2 separate regions of the Mus musculus genome follow, and region 2 is linked to region 1. The links are chromatin contacts, called in public promoter capture Hi-C maps. All regions are on one chromosome and are shown on one strand. Each heading gives the region's core, a stretch centred on a gene start, on an enhancer-like site or on the middle of the called end of the contact. The rest is flanking DNA. Distances are from core to core; before and after follow the strand shown.

The links. Capture Hi-C pulls out chosen DNA fragments and counts their contacts.
Region 2: a promoter capture Hi-C map of adipose tissue shows a contact between it and region 1. The contact joins the promoter of Tomm34 here to the promoter of Pkig in region 1. A contact is called at or near these places in 1 of 39 promoter capture datasets (neural stem cells), 1 of 484 Hi-C or Micro-C datasets (the HL-1 cell line), 1 of 115 datasets of contacts at active chromatin or transcription factors (memory CD8 T cells) and 1 of 9 other capture datasets (adipose tissue).

Annotation. Positions count from the first base shown.
Region 1 is chr2:163,655,973-163,661,675 of GRCm38.p6, reverse strand. It overlaps Pkig (protein kinase inhibitor, gamma), which reads right to left and starts at 3,290. Exons shown (of 4, transcript NM_001039391.2): 1 at 3,184-3,290.
Region 2 is chr2:164,066,966-164,072,616 of GRCm38.p6, reverse strand. Tomm34 (translocase of outer mitochondrial membrane 34) reads left to right here and starts at 1,448. Exons shown (of 7, transcript NM_001291155.1): 1 at 1,448-1,704. The coding sequence starts at 1,578.

The sequences.
Region 1 (5,703 bases), core at 2,041-4,540:
CTCCCCCTCCCTCCACAGCCACCCTGCAGGGAGCTGCCTCCGCTCTGTCTTCTCACATCCCACTCTTACCTCTTCCCACTGATCCATTACACTGAAGCTTTGGAAGCTGGGACATTAGAGATTCCACCCCCGCCATTTCGCCACATCTGCTCAGTCAGGGCTCTAGTGACCTTGGAACTGATTTATTCAGATGGAACCTTCTGACTTTAATTGCAGCTGCTGGCCACCTGACCACACATTCTTGGTTTCCTCTTACTTCCAGAGCCATTTCTTCTTGGTGTCACCTAAATGAATGGTTCTTCCAAGACTGCAAAGCAGCAGCCTGGGCCTTTAAAAATCTCTCATTATCTTCCAGTATTATTGGGGTTTGGGGGAAGAGAGCGGGTTGTTTCGTTGACACAGGGCCTGGCTATGGAGTCCAGGCTGGCCCCGTACTCCTGACCCTCCTGCTTCAGCCTCTGAGTTCTGGATTGCAGGTGTGAAGCACCACAGCTGCTCAGCACTGACATTCCTCTTGGAGCTGAAGTGAACTGCTTTCACCTCCATAAACACACTAATACTGCCCAGTGTGGTAGCACACCTTTAATTCTAGTACTCTGGAGGCAGAGGCAGAGGAGCCACTGTACGTTTTAGGCCAGCTTGACCTACAAAACAAGGTCTCAAAATAAACAAATTCACAAATAAACTTGTGTGTGCATGTGCATGCTGAGATGAGGTCTCATTCAGCCCAGCCTAGCCTTGAACTTGTTCTGGAGCCAGGGCTTAAACTCTTGGTCCTCCTGCCTCCACCTCCAACTGCTGGAAAGACAGGCAGGTGCCACGCTGGGCTCAGTGACATTGCTTTTGTTTTGTTTTGTTTTGTTTTGAGACAGGGTTTCTCTGTATAGCCCTGGATGTCCTGGAACTCACTTTGTAGACCAGGCTGGTCTCGAACTCAGAAATCCACCTGCCTCTGCCTCTGCCTCCCGAGTGCTGGGATGAAAGGCGTGTGCCACCATGCCCGGCTTGACATTGCTTTTCAATATTGTAAAATACTGTCTTTTTCCATTCTCACCATCTCTCCAGATAGAGCTAATTCTCACTACTCCCTCCCCCAACCTCCAGACTAGATTGTATTCACCTGATCAGAAACACCCAGCAACACCTCCCATTACACTGCCACTGCCAGCCTAATTTCCCAACTAGGCCCTGATCTCCACGATAAGAACCAGCTTTCTCATCCAGCTCTGCCCAGTGCCTGGCACCTCACACTTCCTATGGGTTAGATGTAGTTTGTGTGCACGTCCCAAGGGTTCACATGCTGACATTTCTGCTTCAGATGGTGAGTGAAGACAGGGGAAACCACACTGACATAGTGTCCAGAGGAAGAAGGCAGCATCAGATAAGGTCAGAGGTTGTAACTGGATCCTGGAACTGCCTGAGAGAAGGTCATGGGTAAACAGCTCTGAGGCAGTACCCCTGCCTGCTGTGGACAAGGGTCTCTTCGACCCCCACATCACAAAAAGAGGAACCCTTGAACTCCCCATCTTGTGATATGCTCAACAAGCTGAGCCCTCTCAGGACTCTGCCATAAAAAGAACATGGTCAGAAGTGGGCTCCAAGAATCTCCAGAACTGTAAGCTAAAGAAACCTCTTCTCTCTCTCTCTTTTTAAAGATTTATTGTTATATGTAAGTACACTGTAGCTGTCTTCAGACACACCAGAAGAGGGCATCGTATCTCATTACAGATGATTGCTGGGATTTGAACTCAGAACCTTCAGAAGATCAGTCGGTGCTCTTAACCACTGAGCCATCTCGCCTGCCCCGAAACCTCTAATCTTGCTAAAGCGAGTATGTAGTTTTAATAATGAAAAAAAGGTCTAAGATAATTGTCAATATCTGTTTTTTTTTTTGTTTTGAATCGCCATAAAGAACTGGCTGCAAAGCAAAAAATAATAGCAAGGAGACCAAAGAGGGTGAGAGGTCTACTTCTGATCAAGGGCGCGCATAGAATCGCGGAAGCGCATGCGCACACGCTCACCCGCTTCTAATTAGACGCCTCTGCAAGCTCACAAACTCAGGAGCAGAGACATGAGAGTCAGGAGTTCAAGGCAAAGCCTCAGCTACACAGCAGCATTAATCAAGACCAGACTGTAGGCCACAAAATCCTGTATTAAAACAAACAAATCCCTTGAGGGTTCACAAAAAATAAAAAGCAAACATCCTAAAACTTTACCCATAACGCCACCTCCGACCCTAAAAAAAGTCTGTCAAGAAGAGCCGAGGCTTATCCTTCAAACATCAAGTAGACACTCTTGCTACCTTTTGGACTCCCTTCCAGCCTGAAATTCTTGGGAGAGTCTCTAGAAGTTTGGCTGTCTCCTCAAGGCACCGTTTTCCTAACACTAGGCACACACACCAGACTAGTCTTCTGGCCAAGACAAAAGGCAAGCTACATACCTCCTTTTGGAAGTAACCTTCTAGTGTAATCCTCTCTCTCTGATCACCTCTGAAGGTCTACAACAGCCTCCACTGCATTCAGCTTCCTGTACGTGTAAAACCATAGCTCAAATTACACCAAAAACCAGTCCATAGGTCAGTTTCCTACGGGCAGGAGTGGAGTTCCCTAAGGACAAGACGTCTCATTCACTTTTTTTTTTTTTTAAACCGCTGGCGATCAGCCCAGGCCCTGGTTCTCAATAAATACTCAATGATGCTCCTCGTAGTAGTAACAAGAAAAGCGCCCATGTAGTGAGGATTTTAAATATAAAAACACGTTTTGATCATCTTATAAGACAGGTATTATTATCCCCATTGTGCAGGTGAGAAAACTGACTCAGAAATAAGTCCGATCTCGCCGACCTCCCACCACCACCACCAACGAAGAGCGACACACGCAGACGTTCTCTTCAGTTCCTAGCTACTCCGCGACCAACCCTCATAAAATAGGAGCTTTTTAAAAATTACTATTTAAAAGGAAAACTTTCGAGTGAGGCTCCAGAGATACATAGGAATAAAAGCGGAAAGCGCACCCACCCGAACTCGGCCGGGGTCAGAGGGCGTCGCAGGCGCCAGCTCGCGGGCCCAAGGGACAAAGGTCCGGCCCTCTGTCCTTGCCTGGCGTCCCCGCGACCCGTTCCTCGCCGGTCGCCCGGCGGACCGCTCCTCTCCGGGTCACGTTCACCCGCTCTACCGCCGCTTACCTGCCGCCTTGTCGCCTCGTAGAGCCCCGGCCGCCGGCGCGAGCGCCTCCCCGGGGCCGCCTGGCGCCCGCAGCCCGCCGCCGAGCCGTTGCCTAGGCGACGCGACTGCCGAACTCCCGCGTCGCTTGCTCTACGGCGGCCGGGAAGGGACGCGACTGGGAGCAATGGGCGGAGGAAGGAAAGCGGTCCTGAGGCTGGGGTCTTAGCTCTCCAGAGAGGTGGCCAGTGAAAGATGAGCATGGAGGCCATCGAGGCTCTAGGTGAGGGCTTGTCCCTCGGATGTTTATGCCACCAGATGTAGCTTTTTTTTTTTTAATTACTTTTTTGATGGTGGTACACATGCTCTATTACTGAGCTACAAGCCCAGCCCTCTGACTGAAAATAAAGACTAGAAAAATTGATGTGGAGTGACAAATTCCTCTGTCATAATCTCTGAAACGAAGGGGTGTGGCAAAAAAGTAAAAGTTTTTTGTTTTTGTTTTTTTTTGGGGGGGGGGGCACGAAAATTTAAACACCAGAATTAATTTCAGCATGGGAAATAATTAATTCATATTCAGCAATTAGGTTTCCTGGGGGAAATCCTGCAAATATAAGGGACCCTAAGTTCAAAGGGTGCTCCTAGCTGGTGTGGAGCTCGTATCCACTTGGGGGAAAAACTATGAATTAGACTAAATCTGAATTCAGATTAAATCAGTTGATTGCTACCACTAACAGAATCACAGCCTTGGATGGCAGCCTTAGAGCCAAATCAAAAGATTGCCTTGCCAAGGAGTGGCTAAAGGAAGGGTTTACAAAGATGGACATCAGCAGTGGGCATCACAGTTATCTCATGCTTGGTGGAACCCACAGCTGGGGGAAGAACTGGCTTTCCTCCTCTCAGTTGTTTCTCATCCCACTGTACAGAGGGAAAGGGTCCGCCTCATCCCAGTCCCAGAGCCATAAGCAGGTTTACAGAAGCCAGAGCAAAGGGGTTGACTACCTCACAGAAGCAATGTCCTGTTTCCTCTTCTTGTCTCACATAGGGAAGGCCTGTAGGCCCCTAGGATTCTCCTGCATTTTAGGTCAGAATGGCTTCTTAAGCTATTTAAGGAGTTCTTGGTACACCTTAAGTTCCTTAGTTATTATAGGAGAGTCACATATAAATTGTCACACAAGCTAGACCACTCAGGGGAAATGGAAAGTGTCATTAATGACTGAGAGAGTGGTTTCTTCCAGGACAGCCAGGGCTACACAGAGAAACCCGGTCTCGAAACAAACAAACAAACAAACAAACATATCACTAACTTGGGGCTATGTGGTTAAGAGGACCTATCACACTCCCAGAAAACCCTGTTTCAATTCCCAGCAACTGCATGATACCTAACAGCTGTCTGTAGCTCCAGTTTCAGGGGATTTTTATGTCCTCTGGCCTCTGTGGGCACCAGGCACATACATGGTGCACAGACATGCATGTAGACGAAACATTCATACACATAAAATAAAATTCCCCTACACATTTGTCGCAGATGTGCAGCTTGGTCATCATGTGGGTCCCCAAACAACTGGAGCATGGGCTGTCTCTGACTCTGCTGCCTGCCATTGGATCTCCTTCCCCTAGCTGGATTGCCTGGTGGGGCTTCCCACACGCGGCGGGAGAGGATATACTTAGCACCTGCTGTGACTTGGTGTTCCAGGGCTGGTTGGTATACAAAGAGGGCTTTCCCTTCTCTGAAGAGAAGGGAAGAGAAGATAATGGGGAGAGGAAGAGGAGGGTGAGACTGGGAAGAGAGGAGGGAGAGGGCTATTACCAGGATGTAAAGTGAATAAATAAATTAATGAAAAAGAAATGAAATGAAATAAAAAGAATTTTTTAAATATCTTTTTAAAAAAAAACAGAGATCAGACTCTGATCTGAGCATGCTCACTTGGACACTGAAACTGTGATCGAAAGCTTGGGATAAGATTTTTTTCTGAGGGGATAGCTCAGTTGGTAAAGTGCAAACATGAGGACCTGAGTTCAGATCTCCAGCATTCATATAAAAAGCTGAGTGTGATGTCATCTGCTTATAATCCCAGTGCAGGGAAGAGAGAGACCAGGGGCTCTCAGTGCAGGCCAGCCAGCCTAGCTTAAATGCTGAGAGCCCCAGATCCCATTAGCAGACCCTGTCTCAAAAGACAAGATGGTTGGTTCCTGAGAAATGGCAACCAAGGTTTGAAAGGACGACATAGACCCCATTTGTCTCCATGTAAGGACCAGGCATGACTTCAAAAATGACTGTAAGGCACCAGCTCCGGGAACAGACCATAAATCCCAGAAACTAAGCCCTAAGACACCAGCTCCAGGAACAGACCATAAAATCCAGAACAAGATCATAAAACCCCCTCCCAAAGAACAGCCTAGGGACAGCCACTAAGATGGGGAAATATCTTATCTCAGAATGGGCCACCTGCACTGGGCAGCCCTAGTTCATCCTGTGATTAAACATGCATGACATGGGAATGCAGACCACTGACCTCTTGTGATCCCCTAGCACCCACCAA
Region 2 (5,651 bases), core at 199-2,698, 410 kb before region 1:
TCCCTGACTGGCCTGGAACATGCTATGTAGACCAGGCTGGCCTCAAATTCAGAAACCAACCTGCCTCTACCTCCTAAGTGCCGGGATTAAAGCGTCCACCACCAAGCCCAGCTCCAGTGTTATCCATGTGTATTCACTGTATTCATCTGTATCCATCTGTATTCACCCACTAAATAAGTTTTATGGTCCACAAGATGCCAGGCGCTTTCCAGCTTTCTGGAATCCTGATCCCGACATCTCAGGTTTCAGCTGATTCTCTGCCTCAGAGGCTCTCTGTGGCCTGCTCAGGTTTAACAGCCTCCACAGGGGTATTTCCTATTGTTTGCCTTCCCCAATCTCCAGGTTCTCCCAGCATCCCTCAGTGCCTACCTGCCATGCCATGCCCCCACCCCTGAACTTTAAGCCCAGAGGCTGGGCTGCCCTTCCCCCAGAGGCTCCTCCCTATATAATCCAGACACTTTGGTCTGCCCTTCTTTTCTCTCTATGCATAAGTGCCCTCCTTCTTTCTTTCTTTCTTTCTTTCTTTCTTTCTTTCTTTCTTTCTTTCCCCCTCCCACCCCCCGCCCCCCCCCACCCCCGTCCCCATGGCGACTTCCCTGGCCTCCTCCTTTGGGACCGGTGAACTTGCCCGAAAGCAGCTTCCCAATAAACCTGCCTTTACTATAATCTGGTTTAAATTGGCTCATTTCATCGGCAACGGAGAAATAACCTATCACCTATAACATCATTGTGTTTTCTTGGTTTTGTTTTAAAACAGGAGCTCAGCTATACTGTCCTTGGCCTCCAAAGTGGTGGAACTGCAGACCTCAACTTTGGATTATGTTGCTTCAATTTTTTTTTTAAGTGCATTATATTCTTTTGTGCGTATAAAAAATTTTCATCATTCTCACTCTATCCTATACAGTCCTCGAGGGTGCCTTAGACTTCCACACGTTTGCATCATCCCGCTCTTTGCTTCTTTATAGTATTAAGATCTTGACGAGCCGGGCGTGGTGGCACCCGCCTTTAATCCCAAAACTTGGGAGGCAGAGGCAGGCAGATTTCTGAGTTCGAGGCCAGCATGGTCTACAGAGTGAGTTCCAGGACAGCCAGGACTATACAGAGAAACCCTGTCTCGAAAACAAACAATCTTGACAAAAAGTATGTTTTCTCTTGGTCGTGGATTAATTGCTTCCCAGGTCCAACGGAGGGAAGATAGTCTGCCTCCTTCGGTGATTCAGCTGTCGCTTCAGCACTGGAGTGCCAGCCACCATCTTCAAACTTGTTGACCACGAGTTCCAGACAGAGCTCACGCCAAAGGCCTTGTTTCTCAACGCCCCCGCCTCCGACCCTCTTAGCTCCGCCCTTCCCTGGCCCCGCCCCTGGACAAGGAAGAGCGGCCGGACAGAGCTAAGGGCTTGAGCCCACTCTTCCGGCCGCTTAGCTCCGCCCCGTCTAGCCCCGCCTCGTCTGGCCCCGCCCCTCAGGGCCGGTCCACAGTGGGCCTTAAAGGCACGCAGCCCTAGCTTCCGGGTGGAAGCTGTTGCGCACCACTTAGCTGGGAAGTGCGTTGCTCCCTGTTTCCCAGCCCACCCGAGATGGCCCCCAAAGTCTCGGATTCCGTGGAACAGCTCCGCGCTGCCGGCAACCAGAACTTCCGCAATGGCCAGTACGGCGAAGCCTCGGCGCTGTACGAGCGCGCACTGCGGCTGCTGCAGGCGCGAGGTAGGAACCCGCCCCACGTTTCCCTCCGGGCCTGCGTCCTCCACCCGCATCCCCGCACCGGGCCTCCCGTTGGCCCAGCCTCCCTGGTTTTCCCTTCCCCGCGTCCAGCCGCCGCACCAGGCCCTCCCAGGGCTTGACCCCGCGATTCTTTCCGTCCCTGGCCGCCTAGCCGCGGCCCGGTCTACCATCACCACCCCCCACCACCCCCAGGCCAGTCGGCTGCGGGCCTTAAGGGCACGCATCCGCTGCTTCCACCCGGAAGCTGTTGCGCACTCCTCGGCGGGGAACGGAGGTGGTCCTTGTTTGCCGGCCTCCCGGGATGGCCCCCAAACTCTCAGACTCTGTGGAAGAGCTCCGCGCAGCCGGCAACCAGAGTTTCCGCAACGGCCAGTACGCCGAGGCTTCGGCGCTGTACGAGCGCGCGCTGCGACTGCTGCAGGCGCGAGGTAGGAACCCGCTCCCCCGTTTACCTTCCGGGCCTGCAGGCATCCTGCACCCGCATCGGCGCCCTGGACTAAGTGTTGATCCTGTCCTCTGGGTCTTTCTTTTCCCCGGGCCATCTGCCGCACCAGCCTCTACCACCACGCCCCCGCATATAGCTAGCGCACCTGTCCGCCCCTCATGTACTCATTTTAAAATTCAGTTGACTTTTGTATATTGACTGAATGTGGCTGGCGAGATGGGGTCCTTTCAAGGATAGAACTTCCTGGGGCCAGTTGTCTTACATTTGTAAGTAAAGGAGACCTCTGAGATTAGAACTATTAATACAAAGTAATGTGATAAGGTTGGATCCTTTAGAAAGGAAGTCATGGGCAACTTCTCAAGAGATATTTGAGATGTCCCTGAGTTGAGTGTCTAATGCATGCCAGGTGCGGAGACCCATCAGATACACTAAGCAGCATAAGCTATTAATGAGACAATTTAAGACAGGAAGTACACAAAACCTTAATTGTGTTGGTGCTTTAAACCCTCCAAAGAGTTGGGATTTTATCCCCTAATTGGAAGAGTTTTAAACAAAAGAACAGCATATTAACAATGCTCCTAACCTTTGCCCGAAGTTTCAGAAGCTTTGACATGAAGACAGCCTTGAGTCCCACTTTCTCTGAGTCCTCATTCTCATTTTCTCTCTTTCCTTCTTTTTTTATCTTAAAGATTTATTTACTATTATATGTAAGTACACTGTAGCTGCCTTCAGACATTCCAGAAGAGGGTGTCAGATCTCATTACGGATGGTTGTGAGCCACCATGTGGTTGCTGGGATTTGAACTCATAACCTCTGGAAGAGCAGTCAGTGCTCTTACCCGCTGAGCCATCTCACCAGCCCCATTCTCATTTTCTTGACCAGTGTTTGTTGCGTGGTTTTCTGTGCTGGATGTTATCTTTGTTTATCTTCACTATGACCAGATCAACCTGTAGATGAGGAATCCCAAAGAATTCATTGCCTTCCTAGGATGACACAGTGCAGATTGTTAGACCCAGAATTTGAATATAGTCATCTGATTTCTGAATCTGGTTTTATTTGTGGTCATGGGGTGGGGTTAATGTGCCAGAGGTGGCATCCCCGTGGAGCTGGAGTTACAGGTGTTGTGCACTGCCTCACGTGGGTGCTGGAAGCTACACTCTGGCCTTCTGCAAGATCAGTGTATGCTTTAAACCCCTAAACCATCTCTCCAGCCCCCTGAGTCCAAATTTTTAATCATTACCTAGACTAATTCATAAATCCTCCTTTTTAGACCTTTTATGGGTTGAAGCTATGCATGGGTACACACACACACACACACACATCCTGTTGTTTTCTCTGGAAACCCTCTTAGGCTGCTCCCACTATGTCAGTCCCACATCTTGAAGTTGCTGGGGACACTAAGGTGGCTGTTTCCCTCTCAGCCCCCTTCCCTGAGTAAAAGGCCAGAAGCTATGCTTTTGTGTGGATTTATTCTGAGACCACTATAATTAAACAGCCCTGCTGTTTAAATTTGCCAGATTTTATTTCTGTCCCTACTACGGAAATTTCAGTGTGATTATGTAGGTAATTCTCTTGGCTTCTCAGATCGGATTTCTCTGCTCTAAGGAGCACAGGGAAGCCTTGTAGCAAGTCTGAGACTCGAAACCTTCAAATATACATGCACTCAAGTACTCAGAAGAGTTGAGTGGATTTTGTAGGACCATTAACTAGAACCTTTCAGTACTGGCAAGGACTATTCAACTTACCTCTGTATTTTCTGGCCCAAGAGAAGAATGAAAGAAGTATAAATTTATTGTGTTTATTATTCATTGTTAGTATTGAATGAAGGATATCAAGTGTCAACATGGTATCCTACTTCCTGAAGCAAGTGCAAAAGGATAGGCTGTGTGATGCCCCTTGGGAAACACTTTAGTGGTCCAGTTCCTTATGCGTTAATGATACGCACTAAAGTGGGCCGGGCTTGTGAGCATTGTGCTGGCCTCCAGGGACAAAAATGAGTATGGATGGAGTTTTAGCCATTTCAAAAGCAAAATTGAGGCCAGCCTGATGTATGGAGTGGCTTCCAGGCCCCTTAGGGCTACACAGTGAAACCTTGCTCCCTAGGAAAGGGTGTGGAGGTGTCTACTTGTTATCCCAGCACTCAGGAGGCTGAAGCAGGAATGTTGTCAGAGGTCAAGGCTAGCCTTCTGCACAGACGATGGAACTCTGCCTGCCCCTACCTCGGGACTGCTGAGGCTAAAGATGTGCCACCATACCAGCAATTTGTTTTAAGTTTTGTTGTTTGTTTGGTTTTTTGTTTTTAAAGGAGGTAGGGGGATGGGTAGGGGGAGAAACTATGATGACATGAAGTCTTGTAGCTCCAGTACTTTGGGAGACTGAGGCAGGAAAATTGCTAGTTCAAGGGCAACCTGGAAAAGGTAGTGGGACCTCACTCAAAGGTGGGTGGAGGTGGGAACAACTGATTTTGATAAAATGGTGGATGCTGAATGTCATATCAAGCATAAGCTATGAAAATAATGTCTAAATCAAATATTTCAGGAAGACCTTTGGTCTATATACCTAGGAGTTACTTGGTCCACACTGTTTTCTTATGTTCTGTGTTTGCTGTCTTGTGGTATTTTAGGACCCATGCTAGTGAGTAAAATGTAGTTGACAGTATCTTTAAAATGAAAACAGGGGTTAAAGGAAAGTGCAGAGTTGGAGAGTGTGGAGGCAGAAGTGAGCCTAGGGGAAGTTAGAGGAGGAATTAATACGATCAGAATACAGTTAATGAAATTCTCCAAAAAGTGAAAATCAGGGGTCTCAGCAGGCAAAGGCTCTTGCTGAGTTCCTAGGTCCCGCGTGGGAGGAGGAGAGAACTGACTCCCTCAAGCTGTCGTCTTCTTCTTTTTTTTTTTTTTGGTTTTTCGAGACAGGGTTTCTCTGTGTAGCCCTGGCTGTGCTGGAACTCACTCTGTAGACCAGGCTGGCCTCGAACTCAGAAATCCACCTGCCTCTGCCTCCCAAGTGCTGGGATTAAAGGCCTGCGCCATCACGCCCGGCTCAAGCTGTCATCTTACCTCCATACGCATTCCTCCTTCTGCATGTGAGCTTGCATGCAGGAGCACAAGCGCACGCACGCACGCACACACAGGAGTAAATTTTAAGAAATGAAAGTGATTATAGTCACAGTGAGAGGTCTAAGCTTCTGTGCCTGGGTAAGATCATTGACTTTAGAGAAGTGACTAATGAGAAACATTATGGGGTTGTTCACATTTCTCTATTGAGGTGCCCGTAGTCCTGGCAGACCTGGCTCGGTTATATTTTTCTGGTAAAGGCTTTTCTGACTTAACTCTTGCTCTCTAGCTTGCTTGCATTTCCCTCCGACTCTGAGTTACCCCCTCGTTGAGGCATTTATTATCGTCCTTTTCCTTTCTCTATTGAGTCCCTGTGCTTTCTGTAATAAGTTAGCCACGCAACCAAGTAATTACAACAGGGTTTTCTC